Linked DNA regions of Zea mays: region 2 is linked to region 1. The links are chromatin contacts, called in public Hi-C maps. All regions are on one chromosome and are shown on one strand. Each heading gives the region's core, a stretch centred on a gene start, on an enhancer-like site or on the middle of the called end of the contact. The rest is flanking DNA. Distances are from core to core; before and after follow the strand shown. Region 1 holds the start of LOC103634619. Region 2 holds the start of LOC542606 (lesion22).

Region 1 (4,176 bases), core at 863-3,362:
TGGTTTGCTGTCCGTTCATGGAAGGTGGCTTTAAAGGTGCTAAACGATGACAAGTATGATTATTGCTCTGAATTCTTTGAGCTTGCAGCTGCATTTTCAGTTCAGTGTTCTGCGGTTTTTGGGCGGGAGCTGTCAATGGAGAATGCACATCATAAGGCTCCCAAACCCAACAGAACCATCGTCGTCTCCTATGTATAAGTGTGATCGGTGTTTACAATACTTCTGGCTTTACCAGGTTTTGGCTCGTGTGGGCAATGTTGCTTACTACCTGCAACTTCTAGATTCAAGACGTATCCACTCAGTGCTACATGTCTCGCAACTCAAGCTTGCTGCTAGGTTTTGAGTGTCCAAACCATGTTGTGCAGCAAGTGCTCGTGGCTTGGTCAGGACTTTCGTTGGATCTGGCTACCTAGGAACACATGCTGCTTCACTCAGGGCATCAGGATCATGGATGTGCTCAGATTCTACATCGACTTGAGGGCAAGTTGAATTTTAAGGAGTAGGGAATGTTACACCACCATTGTCAGATACTCCACATGAGGAACTCCATCCTGGTGAGCGTGGAAGACACGATGTTTGAGTCGCAGGTCCTGAGTGGGTGTAACTAAGTGCAGCCATGTTGTTGTTGTCCTGTGTGGGTGTAAGAGTCTCGCGTGTAGGGCTATGTCCTTTGGTCACTAGTTGGTGGGCCATGTTTCTAAGTAGTCTCATATATGCTGTTGCCTTGGGACAGGAAGAACCATGTATGAACTTTACTATGAATCAATACAACGTCCCTGTTCCTCCCCTATTCTCGTCTCCTACCTCTGCTCCCTCTCTACTATCTTCTCCTTCCATTAGCAGTAGCTAACATTGTACTGGTAGTATACCTGGTGCAGGTACACCTGGTAGTTCATCTTCTCTATCTGAGCTCTCTTCTTACCTAGATAGTGACACTGAAACTAAGTTTGGTCCAGATTTTAACATACTTAGCTGGTGGCAGCGCCATAATCAGACTTATCCAAATCTTTCTATACTTGCTAGAGATATTATGACTGTCCCTATCTCTACTATATCTTCAGAATCCACTTTCAGTCTAGCTAGCAGGGTTCTCGAGGAGCGGCGACAACGACTGACAACGGACATGGTGGAGGTGCTCTCATGCATCAAGGACTGGGAACTGGCTGACCAACACAAGCAACATACTGTGGAGAAGGAAACCAAGGACCTTGAGGCAATTTTTGAAGCTATGTATCTCGATGATGAGCAGGAATTATCACCTGGGAGCAAGAGAAAGGTTCAAGAAGGAAGCAAAGATGAGCAAGGGGGAAGGAGGAAGGAAAAAACTTGAACTTCTAGTTTTATATCTATGTATGTTGTTTTGTAATAACCATGAACATGGACTGTGAACTGGACTATAAACTTTATAAGGAGCTGGTTGTACTCTTTTCCTTTCTAGGGTTTTCTCACGAGGTGTGAGTTTTTACCTAGGAAGGTTTTTAATGAGGCAACATTGCACTAAGGCCCCAATTAAATTTTATATTACCTATTTATCTTATGTTCTGAGTTCTGTGATGTTCTAAGATTTTCATATGGTTCTTCTGAGATTATGTATACTATTTTGGTATCTTCAAGAGCTGAATTAAGTTGTATTTATGTGTATTTCAATGTACAATCTCTGTGTATTTCTGTGTATAAATGGGAAGTTTCTGTGATGCTACAATTTCTGTGTTTTTTTAGATGGCATGGGCCCGACACGTACTGATGGGCTTACCGTGCTCCAAGCCCGACCCGGCCCATGTAATAGCTGGCGTGCCGAGTCTGAGCTCCTCCTTCAGCCCACGTGACGGTCCGACCCGGCACGAGGGTGTATCCGTGCCGTGCCTGGGCACGTTATAGTTGGGCCGGGCCAATGCGTGTTCGGGCCGGGCTGTCTCGGCACGCATAGTTGGACATGTATAACGTGAGCTGCTAGACGAAACACGTATTTGTTACACATTTTGCGTATCCGCGATCATATGTGAGAGCTGCCGGGGACATTTATCATTTGGGATGGGTCTTGTGCAACATGCATGTGAGTCCTTTCTTCTCTTTCGCAACAAAAAAATAAGAGTTTTTTTTTGTTCCCCAACACAGGCGTAAAATGCCACGAGATTTCAAAACCTATGAACGGGGAAACAAGGAGAGAAAGAGAGAGAGATCGAAGAATTTGGAATTGTCATGTGTGCATGGTTTGGATGTACAAACAGCGCAAAAATTACCATGCGAAGAAAAAAAAAGATACGCCTACTCTCACTCCTGTCCGACCATTCCCGTGCCCTTGAATAGGACCAATTGCCCTTACACATGCACGCAGATCGCCAAGATCACTTGTGTGCTAGACGGAAGGGAACAAACTCGTAGGCCGAGACGATGGCCGCGTCCAGAAGAGCGGCGGCGGCTATGCTGTGCCTGGCCGTGGCGGTTGCCGCGGTCCTGGCGGCGGAGAAGAGCGGGGCGGAAGCGGAACGGCCGGGATGCTTCTGCGACTGCATGAAGAACCGGTGCATGACCCTCGGCGCGAGCGCGGCGGACAAGTTCGACTGCGCGGCCGCCTGCACCGAGGGCTGCGCGCAGATCGGTCAGCCGGGCCAGCCCAGGGCCGACGACTTCTGCGGTTTCTGAGCCGCACGCTCTCTCGGGCTTTGCAGATTATAGCAGGCCGGCGTAGGCTCGATCTATCCGGTGACCGGACGGCCCAGTTGGATGCCGCCACGACCACGGTCCACGACATTCATGCATCGTATGTGCATGCATGTCCCATAGCAAGAGTCTAAATAAAGCTGGTTGTTATTATTTCGTGTTACTCCTATGTCCGATAGCATATACTACAGGATTGGATTCTTGTCTCACGCACACACATACTGAACACAAAGCCCATACTAGATTCGGATCTTGCCTTTCACGACTAGATTAGTAGCTATGGGTCGATTTAATTAGGAGAGCTCCAAAACTTTATAGAACTAGATTTTAGAACAACTTGAACTTCGAGAGCTGCGCCATGAATGTTTTGAGTCTAGGAAGTAGGAACAGTATTTTTGGGAGTTGCGCTATGGATGTTTTTTTTTGTTGTTGTTTACAGACAGTGAGCCTGATTGTACCACTGATTGAGTCTAGGAACAATATTTTAATTTGGGAGTTACTTGTACCTGTAAAATTGTACCCCTCGACCCTCGTTGAGTTACCCCACTTTGTATCCGGCGCTTGCACCCTGCACCCCCGTCATTTATATAAACGAAAGTGTGATACAATGGCGCCCAATAATCAGTCCCGGTCCTATGATTTTGAGAGCCCCCAAGCAAACTAATCATAGTAGGCCCTCTAGACTATATCAAAAATTATATGGTATGCAGCGGAGCAAATTAGTACTTCATATGTAAATGATAATGTGCATTGAAATTGGTTTTAAAAATATCTAAGGCGTTAGATAATATACATCGGTGCAGATTAGCACTTCACAAGTTGAGAAATAAGAACGACGGCCACATCATAACATGAATCCTGATTGCTCGACCGTGCGTGCCCTGGAGGCTGAGCAGTGGCGCCATGGGCGCTGGAATCCTAGAGGGCTGGATTGGCGAGATAGCGAACGACGATCACGTGGAGGGTATGGTTGCACAGACGCGCGACGACGTGAGCGTCATGACTAGGCAGTGGGCAACACGTGTCGCGTGGTCCGTGTGCGTCGGGTGTCCGTGTGTCCAGCCCTATCGGCTTGTTAGCTAACTATACTATTTTATTACTAGTATATAGCATGTGCTAACGCTACGTTCCTAAGAAGGGGAAGAGTGGGGTGAACGACGACGATGGGGGCACCAGGGGAGGGTTGACGGTGGTGTGGATGTGGGGACGGGAGGGCTGAAGGCCGATTCAAATAATATTGTCCATTAGATTTGAGTGCGCAAGAGAGATAATGTTATTCAACGATCTGAACCGTTGATTTTGATGTTATGTTAAGTATGTGTGCAATTTATTTGATGGATTTAGTAAAGATTATGAATGTGTGGATTATTTGGTGGATGAGTTTTGTAAAGTGTAAACTAGTGTATTATATTATGATATAGATACTAAATATTAGACCCCTATTACTTTTGGGTCCCCGGCCGTCGCCTCTGTTGCATGGGCTTAGGGCCCGCCCTGCCAATAATCTGTGAGCAC
Region 2 (4,176 bases), core at 881-3,380, 210 kb after region 1:
CTTGATGGAGCCTTCCCGTGGCTTGTGGCCTTCTCGCCGGTTTCCATCTCCCTCTTGGCGGATGCTCCCGACATCACTTCGAGTTGTTAGACTCTAATGAAGTACCGGGCTTTGATACCAATTGAAAGTCGCCTAGAGGGGGAGTGGATAGGCGGAATCTGAAAATTATAAACTTAAGCACACACTACAAGCCGGGGTTAGTGTTAGAAATAAATTCGAGCCTGAAAGAGAGGGGAAAACAAATCAACAAAGAATTAAAGCGAATGAACACGGTGATTTGTTTTACCGAGGTTTGGTTCCAAAGAACCTAGTCCCCGTTGAGGTGGTCACAAAGACCGGGTCTCTTTCAACCCTTTCCTGAGTGAGCTTTTTCCTTAATCAAACGGGTCACTTAGACCCCGCAAGGACCACCACGCACTTGGTGTCTCTTGCCTTGATTACAAGTCACTTTAAGAACAAGGATGAGGAAGAAGAAAGCGATCCAAGAAACAAGAGCTCAAAGAACACGAGCTCTTGTATTGAATGTGAAGTGCTAGAAACTTTGATGCTTGGAGTGGTGGTGGTTGTGGGGTATTTATAGCCCTCAACCACCACATAGCTGTTGGGGATGGCTGTTGTCGATGGCGCACCGGACAGTCCAGTGCGCCACCGGACATTGTCCGGTGCGCCAGCCACGTCACCCAACCGTTAGGGTTCGGGCGCCGTCGACCGTTGAAGGCTTTGTCTTCTAGTGGCACCGGACAGTCCAGTGTCGCATTGGATAGGTACTGTTCACTGTCCTGCGCCTCTAACGGGCGGCTCTGTTCTGCCGCGCACTGTTGCGCACTGTTCCTCTAAAACTTCAGCTTTTACAGTCGACCGTTGCGCGAAGGAGCCGTTGCTCCGTTGGTGAACCGGACAGTCCGGTGGCACACTGGACAGTCCGGTGAATTATAGCGAAGCACGCTCTGAGAAACCCGAGAGTTGAGAGTTGGACACTGTACGGTCCTGGTGCACCGGACAGTTCGATGCGCTAGACCAGGGCACACTCGGTTTCTTTGCTCCTTTGAATTTGAACACTTTCTTCAATCTTTTATTGGTTTATGTTGAACCTTTATGCACATGTATATCATATACTTTAGAGCAAACTAGTTAGTTCGATTATTTGTGTTGGGCATTCAATCACCAAAATTATTTATAGGAAAAGGTTAAACCATATTTCCCTTTCAGTTATCATGCCCTTGCTGGGGGTGAACTGCATTTCTTTGACTTACGGGCGTCTCCATACAACCATTGTAGGAGCTTCTTGAATTCTCCGAAACTGGGAAGCTTAGAGATCAAGGGGCAAAGAATATATAAGTTTACTGCTATTAGGAGTGTCTGAAGGCTAGGGACCCTAGATTTTAGGTATCCCTTATGGACGACAGTGCTCAAACAAACTTAAGTGTGAAAGTGTCCTGAATCTTAGAGTGTATCGAGGCTCTGGGAGCCTAGGGTTTTAGGCCATGTGTTTTGAGATGAGATGACTCAAATAACTTTACTCTTTCGGTGGGTTTGATATCAAGCTCGCAAGGATGGTGTGCCTCTATCGTTGTTAGATCCAAGGTAGGTCCTAAGTATAGGACCTCAGAAGCGTGTGTTCGGTAGTAGTTGGACCTTCGATGATTTCCTTCTATGTGATGCTTGGAGACATCTTTCCAATACCTATATGTATGCTTCAAACGATGACATATATAGTATTTTTAAAAATGATCATGATGTCTTATAACTAAATAATTTAGTACTTTAAGTATTAAAAATCTTTAATATTATAATATATGATGATTTTTTTGTAGTTATAATCACATATTTTCCGTATGTACATATTTACTAGATATTATAAAATTATCACCATAGTTATTTTCTACAAGTTTAAAAAAAAGGACCCGAGAAAAATGCTAGATAGGTCGGTCTAACTGGAATTGATTTGGTTACGAGTAGATTGAAAAGGACTAGAAAAAATTAAATTAATTAAATTCTTTTCTAATCAAAATTGAATAGAAGGATTTAATTACGTATAAAACTCTTCGATCTAGATCCAAGCGAACTGGGCCTAACAGGCCACGATGGCCCACGCTATTATCCACCATCTCATCCCCACGATCTCCGTTCATCTCATCTCAGATCGTCTCTCATCCAACCTGATCCCATTCACATCCCCTTCCGATTCTCCGTCGCCTGAGCGGCTGAGCCAACTTGCCAAGCCAAGCAAGCCAAGTCGTCGCCTCCCCGACCCAACGCCGCGACCCCCTTGCCCGTCCGCGACCGCTGCAGCACCTCGGATCCCGCCCCAATGGCAACAGCGTGTCCGCCGCTCTCGCTGCCGTCCACCTCCCTCTTCCGCGGCAGGTCCGCCCGCGCCGGGCCCAGACGCAGGCAGCTCACGGCCGTCCGCTGCAGCGCCGTCGGAGGTGAAGCTTCTTCTGTTCTGCTCACAGGTTGGGATGCTTGTGCTGAGAAGTTAATTTAGCTGCTCTTTCGACGTGATGGTGCTCCAGAGGCGGTAGTGGAGGAGGCCTCGCCCAGGACGGCGGAAGAGCCGCTGCTGGTGAGCGCAATCAGAGGGAGGAAGGTCGAGAGGCCACCCGTCTGGCTCATGAGGCAGGCCGGGAGGTACATGAAGGCAAGTTCACTTCCATTTTGTGACGATTTTATCTGTATGTCTGCTAAGCATTTTTGTAGTTAACATGCCAGTGCGCAGCTCGAGGAATGATCTTAAATTGGTTGGTAGTGTTATATAGTCATAGTCTCGAAAAGTGATCAACAATGTATCATGCATGTGAGACATAAGGAATTTAGCCAACATTCTTCATAGAAGGGAACATAAATGCTAAATGTTTGTAGGGTGCTGTGATGTAGGTTCCAGTGGCATGCGGAAAAGTGGACTAGTCAAGGGGGAACTATTAAAAGTCATCATCAAAACTCCCTGCAAAATCATTTTGCTATTTTAAATTGAATGCCGATTCCCGTTCACGCACAACAGACCTAGTGATTGCATGTTGATCTAAATGATCCTGGTACTGAGCTTGTTCGCCTTTTCAGAACCATTACAACTTTGTGTCTGTGACTCACGATTTATATAACAATGCCAAGTTAGCCATGTCTTTTTGAACCGGGATGGGTCTATGTTTCCTTTAAAGGCATGCTTTATTTGTGCAACCGATAGTGAACAACTGAACACCCATCCTTACTAACTTATTACCCTTCGTTTTTTTCTGCAGAGCTACCAATTGCTCTGCGAGCGGTATCCTTCGTTCCGTGAAAGATCAGAAAATGTCGACCTAGTTGTTGAGATCTCTTTGCAACCATGGAAGGTTTTCAAGCCTGATGGAGTAAGCTGCAGACTTTAGCTTTTTGTGTATGTTGTTTAAGGTCTCTGTTTAGAAATTTATCACAAAGCTTACACGGAGTATATGAATTTCAGATATTTCCCAATATCTGTTGGTCTTTGGTGTTGTGCTAATATTTTTCATGTGCTTTTATTAGGTCATCTTGTTCTCGGACATCCTTACTCCACTTCCTGGGATGAACATACCTTTTGACATTGTGAAGGGAAAAGGTCCAGTGATCTATGATCCATTGAGAACGGCAGCAGCTGTGAATGAAGTCAGAGAATTTGTTCCTGAGGAGTGGGTCCCTTATGTGGGGCAGGCTCTGAATATTTTGAGACAAGAGGTTAGTAAATGTGGTCTATTGGTCATTACAAAAACATGTTCATGTGGGACTAAGTTTGTTCCTGTTAAGATTTTGGTAGCCAACTCACTGTTTTCATTTTCTAATTGATCAATCCTCTAGGTTTCACAGTGTAAATATCAGTCGCCTTAAGTCGCAGGCAATCTAGGCTCATCTTTAAAGTTTTAATGCAACATTACTTGGAGCTTGCTATAGTCACGAAAACATTATGGAATAAGTACATCAAGATAATGCAATTGATCATGCTGAGTAGCTCATGTGGATTTTTGAATGGGAATGCTTAGTCAAATGACATGGCAAACAGTACATTGAAACAATCAGTCTCCATTCTTCAAAAGATTGAAAAATACTTTTATGTTTAAGTGGAAACTATAAAACACATGTATCTCTAATCTTATTTGGATTTTTGGTATTTTGCATGAAATTACATTTTCAGCGTGTAGAGGTGGTATTGAGGCACATTTC

What was found. A called contact is a pair of places that touch in the nucleus more often than the background predicts.
Region 2: a Hi-C map of tassel shows a contact between it and region 1, with 4 times the contacts expected there. The contact joins the promoter of LOC542606 here to the promoter of LOC103634619 in region 1. A contact is called at or near these places in 4 of 25 Hi-C or Micro-C datasets (ear, leaf, tassel and 1 more).

What each region holds. Positions count from the first base shown.
Region 1 is chr1:56,470,181-56,474,356 of Zm-B73-REFERENCE-NAM-5.0, forward strand. LOC103634619 reads left to right here and starts at 2,113. Exons shown (of 1, transcript XM_008657178.3): 1 at 2,113-2,863. The coding sequence starts at 2,392. The coding sequence ends at 2,643.
Region 2 is chr1:56,675,666-56,679,841 of Zm-B73-REFERENCE-NAM-5.0, forward strand. LOC542606 (lesion22) reads left to right here and starts at 2,131. Exons shown (of 6, transcript NM_001112140.2): 1 at 2,131-2,429; 2 at 2,517-2,641; 3 at 3,240-3,350; 4 at 3,505-3,693. The coding sequence starts at 2,312.